Linked DNA regions of Sus scrofa: region 1 is linked to region 2. A link is a contact called in public HiChIP or PLAC-seq data. All regions are on one chromosome and are shown on one strand. The core of a region is the stretch at or near the end of the contact, and the rest is flanking DNA. Distances in the headings are between cores, read along the strand shown.

Region 1 (4,312 bases), core at 377-2,876, 290 kb before region 2:
GGCACAAAAAGTTAATGGGATGCCAGAAAACTCAGCAAGATAAACAATAATTTGATTAAAAAATAAGAATTAATACAAAAATCCACGTTTTTTAAAATAAAGACAAGATCAGTAATGGTGCTGTGCAGCCATATTAGAGCCTAAGGCAAAAGACAAACCAGTAATAATGGGTTTCTCTGATCCTCTTTTTTTTTTTTTTTGTCTTTTTCAGGGATGCACCCTCAACATATGGAGGTTCCCAGGCTAGGGGTTGAATGGGAGCTGGAGTCGTTGGCCTATGCCACAGCGGCACCAGATCTGAGCCATGTCTTTGACCTATACCACAGCTCATGGCAATGCCAGATGCTTAACCCGCTGAGTGAGGCCAGGGATGGAAGCTGTATCCTCATGGATACTAGTCAGAATTGTTTCTGCTGAGCAACGATGGGAACTCCATCAGGTCCTCTTTTGTAGGCATGTAGTTGCCTGAGAAAGAACTTGAGGACTTGGATACTGTAAACGTAGAAATATTTTAAAGTGAACTTCTAGTTAGTTCATCCTAACAGCATCTATAGTAGCCTATATTCTGGAAATATGGATTCAGCCTGTAAACAATACCGTTGGCACTTGGTTTTGTATGTCCCCAAGCCCTAACTAAAGCTTGGAAAGCCACTATGGCAGATAAAATGATACAAGTGTTGACTGGTTCAAAGACACTTTGACCAGAGAAGAGAGGATTGGAGTTCCCGTCATAGTGCAGTGGAAACGAATCCGACTAGGAACCATAAGGTTGAGGGTTCGATCCCTGGCCTTGCCTAATGGGTTAAGCATCTGGCGTTGCCATGAGCTGTAGTGTGGGCTGATGAAGCGGCTCGGATACTGCGTTGCTGAGGCTGTGGTATAGGCCAGGCAGCTGTAGTTCCGATTCGACCCCTAGCCTGGGAACCCCCATATGCCAAGGCTGTGGCCCTAAAACGCAAAAAAAAAGGGGGGGGTAGAATTATTGCCTCTTGCAAACCTCTAGCTCTCTAATCAGACAGGTTAATAACTCCAAGAAGCAACTGATTTCTGCTTAACAAAAGGTTCTGTGTCTTGGGGCGAGTTAATTGTATGCTCTGGACGTTTTCAATTTCCTCTTGAATAAACAGTCTTTTCCTTCCTTCAAATATCTGTTGAGTGTCTGCTTGTGCAAGACACTGCATTAGGTGCTGAGCATAGGTTGATGAACAAAACTAAGGCGCGAGGGACAGATAATAGAGTCAATAAATAGATGAACTGGCAGCTTCAGCTTGTGTTAAAGCTATGAAGAAATCGAAACAAGACGCTCTAAAGGAGATGGAGTAGGGGAATGGCATGATCTGAAACACTGATTCCAAGTATAAAATGATCTCTTGGGATGCCAAGGGAGAAGCCGGGAGGGCCCTGGAGTTGCAGTCATTCGGGCCGGAAAAAGGGACTGGATCACGGCGGTAACAGTGGAATCAGACGCTGACCCTGAGCTCAGCAGGAGCAGAGTTAAAAGGTGTGTTTCCCTTTAACAGTCCAGGCCTCAGGGGCGGGGCAGAGGGCGGCACAAGCTAACAGAGGGAGGGAGGTCCCACGCAGGAAGAGCCGTCCTTAGGAGTGCGCGCCCGCGCGCGCGCGGTGCGAAGGCGGGACTTGGGCGAGCCCGCATGGCTGGCCCGGGCCCGGATGAGGAAGTGCGGGGGGACCATAGAGACGAAGAGGCGGCGGCGGCCGGAGCGCCTCCGGGCTCGCGGGGCTCCGCAGGCTCAGTTAGACTTGGAGGCGTCGGGGCTGCGGCTGCAGAGGCTGGGCTGGCGGGGCGAGCGCGGGCCGCGGAGCAGGCCTCAGGGTAAGAAGCTGGGGAAGCGAAGGCTTCGGGCATATCCGCCCCGCCCCACTCCAGCTTGAGTCGACCCTCCGCCGGGCGGTGCAGGCTGAAGGGAGCCCGGGCCCCCCGCCTTCTCAGGGCGCTGAAGGGAACGCAGCTGTGCTGAGGACGCGGAGCGACCCGGGGAGAGGGAGGAGACCGGGCCCCGCGTTGCGAGAGGAAAACGGCTTCTCTGAGTCATGGCTCCGCGGGGAATGAGAGACTCCTGTTCGACCTCGATATGGCGAGGGACCCCCCAACTTCTCTCCTCCGGGAGGGCGACGCCCCTTGTCGTGGGCAAACGTGCTTCTCCTGCTCCAGTGCGCTTGTCAGCAAAGGGGGATCCGCTCCCGTGTGCGAGAGGGCGATTCCTAACTTATTTTAGGGGGGTGGGGTGGGGATCTCTCTTTTGGTCAGCGACTCCCAGGTGAGGAGACTCAACTTGCCTAAAAGTGACAGAAGGTTTTTTTTTTTACCCCCTGTAAGAGGGTGACCTACCTTTCCTCCTTATTTTTCGCCTTTACCCCGAGATACAGAGAAGACGACCCTGAATTTACTTTGTGGTGGTGGAAGTCAGCCTTTCTCCCCTCCCCCAGTCCCATCCACAGAGGGAGCCTCGCTTCTCTGCTCCCGAGTCTCTTGGTGTGTCTTGAGCTCTCTTCCCTTGCACAATGAAGAGCCCTGCGTTTGGAGTGTGATGGATGCCAGCCTGTGTCTCCCAGTTCCCATCTTTGTGACCTTGACTAATTGCTTCACCTTTTCTCAGTCACCCCATCTCTAATTTGGGTACTCTTTTCCGAGAATTGTCCTAATGGCTAAAGGAAATTTTGTGTGAGTGTGCTTAGTACGTTGTAACTTTTTGGCACATTGTTGCTATTACTGTTACTTATTTGTTTTTTAAAAAAGGTAACTAGTATCTTCCACAGAGAAACATTTTTCCATGCAGGCTCCTTCTATTCCCCTCCCCTCGCCCCCCGCCATCACTTTCTCTCAAGAGAGAAGGCTTTTCACCTGGGGCAGAGAAAGAGGCACTCCTTCTCTCTTACCTACCTTATTTCCCAAATTAACAAAGAAGGTCTCAATTAGAATAATGGCGGTGGCGGTGGGGAGAGGAGAATGTTTTTGGAAGCAGGTCTGTACTCCTAGAGGGAGATCTGTTACCAGAAGCCAGCCTTTCCTTTGTCCACAGAAACTACCATTCTTCGCTACTGGTCGGAGATGCCCTCTCTGTCTCCCTACTTGTTCTAGCAACAAAATAGCTTCCTTCTATCTCATCTGCACGGCCCCCTCTTCCAAAGACTCATCTTCCAACTACTTTCTCTTGCTTTCCCAGGAAAAATAAGACTCTATACCTTTGAGGGGAGGACTCTTTCCTGCTGTATATTTAGAGTGGCACAGATGGTTTCTTTTCTCCCCTTCTTTTGAAAAAGGAATGAAAATCTTTTATGCAGTCTTTGTCAGTAGAAGTCAGGAGCATTTTCACTGTTTCACTCCCCATGTGGAGACAGAGGGATCCTTTCCCTGCATGCTAATAAAGGGAAGAACAGGGAAGCAGTGCTTAGTGTTGTCGAGATTTCCTGTGGACTCCGTGTGGGAGAGCTGGGCCCTGTGTAGGATACCGATGTCCCTGCCCCACTTTCAGTTTGTCTAGAAATCTTGTTAAAAGAGTCTTCTTTCTCTGCTCAAGAAGAGGCCCCCTTCTCCGAATTCCCTCAGGGAGGGATTGGCTACAGTGTCCGAATCTTTGCAAAAGAAAGCCCCTTTCTCAAGGTGAAAGGAGTGTGAACTTCTGAAGGCCTGACCATTATTGTGAGTATTGTCCCTTGACACAAGTGGGGCAGTGCCTGGTGTTGTTATGCTGCCTTTCATTAAGAGCAGCCCCTTAGCTTTGGAATTAAAGGGAAGGGAGACCTCCACACTTGGGATTATTGAGGCATATGGTTTTTTGTTCTGCTGATTTCTTTGATTTTTTTTTCTTTTTTTGCTTACTGCTGTAAACTTTGTACTCTCAGAACTTGGGGGGTTCAGAGTCTTGGGGAGTGTTAAATTGACTAAAGTAGAAGTTGCCCCTTTGTCAGGTTTTTAGTATTAGAAAATGTATTATAATGAGGCTGAAAGCTGCAATGTTAATCTTTCACTGGTAGTTTCCCCCACCCTCCTCTTGGCTTTTGTTATTCACTGGGATAGGAATTAACACTTCCAAATTGCCCCAAGACACACTAAAGAATAGCTTTCTATCCTTTTCGTATTTAAAGTGTTCTTAAATTACCTCATTTGCCCCTGAGTACTTGCGGTGGGGATTAGTCTGAGCTCTGTGCTGCTGTTGGTGTTAGTAGGTGTGTTTTGCTGAAACAAAGTGAAGTAGGAAAGTTATTTAGACTCTGGGGATTTTTATGGGTAGCAGGATGCTTTGAGATTATTTTGTTTAATTTATCTGTTTTACATGTGAAAAACAAGCCC
Region 2 (4,135 bases), core at 1,017-3,516:
ACCTATTTATCCAATTTTTTACAGTCTATCTCTAGAGTAGAACTTAAGCACACAAAACTCCCCATAGTAATTCACAATATTTAATGGAGTGTTTGATGTAAAAAGTTTATACTTCTACCTCTTAAACTGTTATATATCTTTCTAGTATATAACTAATATTTCTAGCCCAAATGTTATATAAAAATTGATCTAAAAAATTAGTTTCTTTCTCTCTCTCTCTTTTTTTTTTTTTTTTGGCAGCCCCTGTGGCAGGTGGAAGTTCCTGGGCCAGGGATTGAACTGGGACCAGAGTAGTGACCCAAGCCACTACAGTGAAAATGCCAGATCCTTAACCCACTGTGCCACAAGATAACTTTTTTTTTTCTTACAAACCTTGGGAACTGCGTGACTGAGTTTTCTTTCTTTTTTTTTTTTTTGTCTTTTGTTGTTGTTGTTATTGTTGTTGTTGTTGCTATTTCTTGGGCCACTCCCTCGGCATATGGAGGTTCCCAGGCTAGGGGTTGAATCAGAGCTGTAGCCACCGGCCTACGCCAGAGCCACAGCAACACGGGATCCGAGCCGCGTCTGCAACCTACACCACAGCTCACGGCAACGCCAGATCGTTAACCCACTGAGCAAGGGCAGGGACCAAACCCGCAACCTCATGGTTCCTAGTCGGATTCGTTAACCACTGCGCCACAACGGGAACTCCGAGTTTTCTTTCTTACAATGGGTTCCAAACAAAGCCAAATTTGTGGCCCTTCTCTAGGAAGTGTACAGACCTTATGACTACTTTTGGTCCTAATTTTATCTCTCTTGGCTTCAACTTATTCTTTCTACCTTCATTTCCCTTTGCATCAATTCCTTTATCTTGTTGACTATTTATTTACATATTTCAGTAAACCTATGTAAATCTACTTTGGATCAGTACAGGATATACATAAATAAAACCCTGTTCACTTGGAGAATATTTGCCTTTGAAATCAGTAGAATAAACACAATTTAAGAATTTAAGCTTAGAAAATACTAATCTACTTTGATAGAAAATTTTTAATTATTTTTAAACCATACATTTTTACAGTTTTAATAATAAAAAAAAAAAGTACACCAAATAAAGAAAAAAGTTGAAGAAAAACACAAACCTTCTCCTGGCCCACCACCACCACCACCTTTTGGAGTAATGAGTTCCCTGCGAAGCTTAGCAAGGCGAGCCTTAAGCAGCCCTAGGTGGTGTGCTGTGGCCTTGTTCTTTTGAGTCCGAGCCATCTACAAGAGAGGAATCACAGCCATAAATCAGAAGCAGTTCCTACAAGGTAAAATATCCAGAATGAATGCCCCCCAGCTCACAGAATTGTGTTGTGGGTTTTTTTTTTGTTTGTTTTTTTTTTGGTCCATTTCTGCACTGCTGTCTTTTAAATTATAGTTGATTTACAATGTTGTGAGAATTCTTAGAATTCCCGCTTATGTTAATACACTCGTTTTAAGTCAGACTTATAAAAATAAAAATCCATTCACTCCATGACCCAGACCATTCCCCTCACTACAAAGAACTGAGGCCTAAAGAGAAGAAACATGACTAAGTTCATTACAATCAGCCTTCATAGATTAGATTAAAACAGCTGCTGATTCCTTTCCAACTGTTCATGGGTACCTGGTGTGACCCAATTGATTTTAAAGAACTCCGAGCACTTGCGACAAAAGAATCACAGAACAATCCAGGTGGAATCAACAGCTACCACAGACGACAATTTACTTCCAGATCCTATTCCCAGGATCAATACTCTGGGAAAGGAGATCATTAAAGCAGAGTTTGGAGGGGGTCCGAGGGATAAGGAAAGATACCGAATGAAGTACGTGATCAGGTCAGGGCTGAAGTGGGGGGATTAAGTGTTGCTCACAGAAAAGCCAGAAAAAACTAAAACGAAGTTCAGAAAGGAGTCGAACACTGGAAGAGGCGGGGGTATGGAACGTGGAACCGAGAAGAGGGAAGTCAAGGAAAGCGAGCCAAGGCTGAGGGGAATCGGGGAACGCGGCCCGGTCCAGACTCGGCTGAAGGAAGTTCAAGCATGAGCTACGGCCCGAAGAGGAACGCTCAGACGGACTTTTCGAGTGCCCATTACCTCGGCTTCGATCTCCGCGATCTTGGCTAAGGTGCTGCTCATGGTGACGAGTCGCACGGGGAACAGCTAGGTCCACACAGGTCTACCCTCTTCACATACCCGGCGGCGAACCAGCCGCAACCACCAGGCGCTATAGGGGTGCGCAAGCGCGGGATTTCATTGCTGTCGCGAGAGTTCCGCGCGAGGCACACCGCGAGATGTAAGCATGAAGTGGCCTTTCTAGCCAACATTCCCGCCCCCCTCCGAGCCGGCGCGGTGTCATAGAGCCCGCGGGAGCCAGGGCCAGAGAGGCCGCCCCTGTCCGCATCTCCCGGAGCGCGCGGAGGGTCGCGCGCCGCTCGGCCCCGCCCCACTTCGCTGTAATTGCTCTCAGCGCGTGGTGTGTGATGAGCGACTCCTGGCGAGTAGCCCGCGGCTCTCAGACCCTGCTAAAAAGCGCCGTAGCGCCCACCACCCGTCTTCCTTTGCAGGACCGACGGGTCTTGGGGCCCCTTGCACAGCTGGGGAAACACGCTGGGGGACTCCTCAGCCTCCTGGGTTGATATAGAGACCGATCTTTAGCCTGTCTGGCCTTCTTTGGAAAAGAAGATGCCCTCTTTCCATCACTCTTAATTATTTTTAGATGTCTGTTTTGTTTACCTCCTCCCCTAGCGGAGTGCGTGGCACATGGTGAGCCCACAGTAAGTGCATGATTTAATGGGTAATTCCCAGAGAACCAGTACTTGCAACATAGCCTCTAATACTGAAAAATTCTTAACTATGTTAATGTTCATCAGTGGGGAAATGGATAGATAATGGTACTTCTATGCTGTGGAATATTATTCTAGCCGTTAAAACATAGATCTGTGTGGTCTGACTGGAAGGATGTCCAAGTCATATTGTGAAAAAGAAAAAAAAAAATGGGGGAGGAATTCCTGCTGTGGCTCAGTGGGTTAAGGGTCCAGTTGAGGAGAGGAGAGGGAAGGGGAGGGGAAATAGTAGTAGAACTGCACCTACTTTGTGATCCCATTGATGTTAGTTTTTTAATTAGATGTTTATATAAATATACCTGTCACAAAGTGCACTGCGAAATGATCTGAGTAAAGGGGTAAAATCTCAAGCTGTTAGCAGTGGGATGGGGTGTAAGGAAAGACAGAGAAAGCCTTTCACTTGTTATTCCACATATTATTGTGTTGTTCAATTTTTTTAAGATTAATGCATCTAAGTATTTGTGTAATCATAAAATTTTAAATTTCAAAAGATTCCTCTTCCCCAAGTATCTTGCGAAGAGGAAGCCACGACGTCCAGGAGCTGTGTGCTGATTTTGAAAGCTGCTTCATGTGGAATCAATGAATTCTTGTTGATAAATTGATTGACCTATCAGGATCCACAGGCCAGGCTTAACTTGCCTCCTCTCAGACCTCCACTCAGCCCTGGGAAGGAAGCTTATTTATTTAAATTTGTAAGTAAGAACCATTTCTACTTGCCAGAGACACAAAAGGAGGTCTTATAGGGCATAAGGGAGAGAATGGGAAAAGGAAAGCTTTTATGGAAGGTCCCCAAAGGGCTCAGGAATTTCTTTCTTTAACTTCAGCCTTTTCGTAACTAAATTAAGAGGTGATTGAGGTACTTAGATCCCACACCTTCAGTAATGTGGGAGGGAAGGAGAGGAGAGGAAGTCTACCTGGAATGTGAGGTTATCAAAGATCAGTCTTTTTTTTCTTTTTTTTTTTTTTGTCTTTTTACTATTTCTTTGGGCCGCTCCCGTAGCACATGGAGGTTCCCAGGCCAGGGGTCCAATCGGAGCTGTAGCCACCGGCCTACACCAGAGCCACAGCAACGCAGGATCCGAGCCGCGTCTGCAACTTACACCACAGCTCACGGCAACGCCGGATCCTTAACCCACTGAGCAAGGGCAGGGACCGAACCCGCAACCTCATGGTTCCTAGTCCGATTCGTTCACCACTGCGCCACGATGGGAACTCCCAAAGATCAGTCTTAAAGACAGATAAAATCAAATCAGCAGACCTCTCCTAACTTAGAGTACTTAAGAACAA

What was found. HiChIP or PLAC-seq counts read pairs in DNA pulled down with a chosen protein or histone mark.
Region 1: an H3K27ac HiChIP or PLAC-seq map of alveolar macrophages shows a contact between it and region 2. The contact joins the promoter of PRR14L here to the promoter of DRG1 in region 2. A contact is called at or near these places in 1 of 47 Hi-C or Micro-C datasets (heart right ventricle) and 1 of 2 datasets of contacts at active chromatin or transcription factors (alveolar macrophages).

What each region holds. Positions count from the first base shown.
Region 1 is chr14:48,415,554-48,419,865 of Sscrofa11.1, reverse strand. It overlaps PRR14L (protein PRR14L), which reads left to right and starts at 1,626. Exons shown (of 8, transcript XM_021073914.1): 1 at 1,626-1,834.
Region 2 is chr14:48,124,938-48,129,072 of Sscrofa11.1, reverse strand. DRG1 (developmentally-regulated GTP-binding protein 1) reads right to left here and starts at 2,266. Exons shown (of 9, transcript XM_001927253.5): 1 at 2,100-2,266; 2 at 1,122-1,245. The coding sequence starts at 2,141.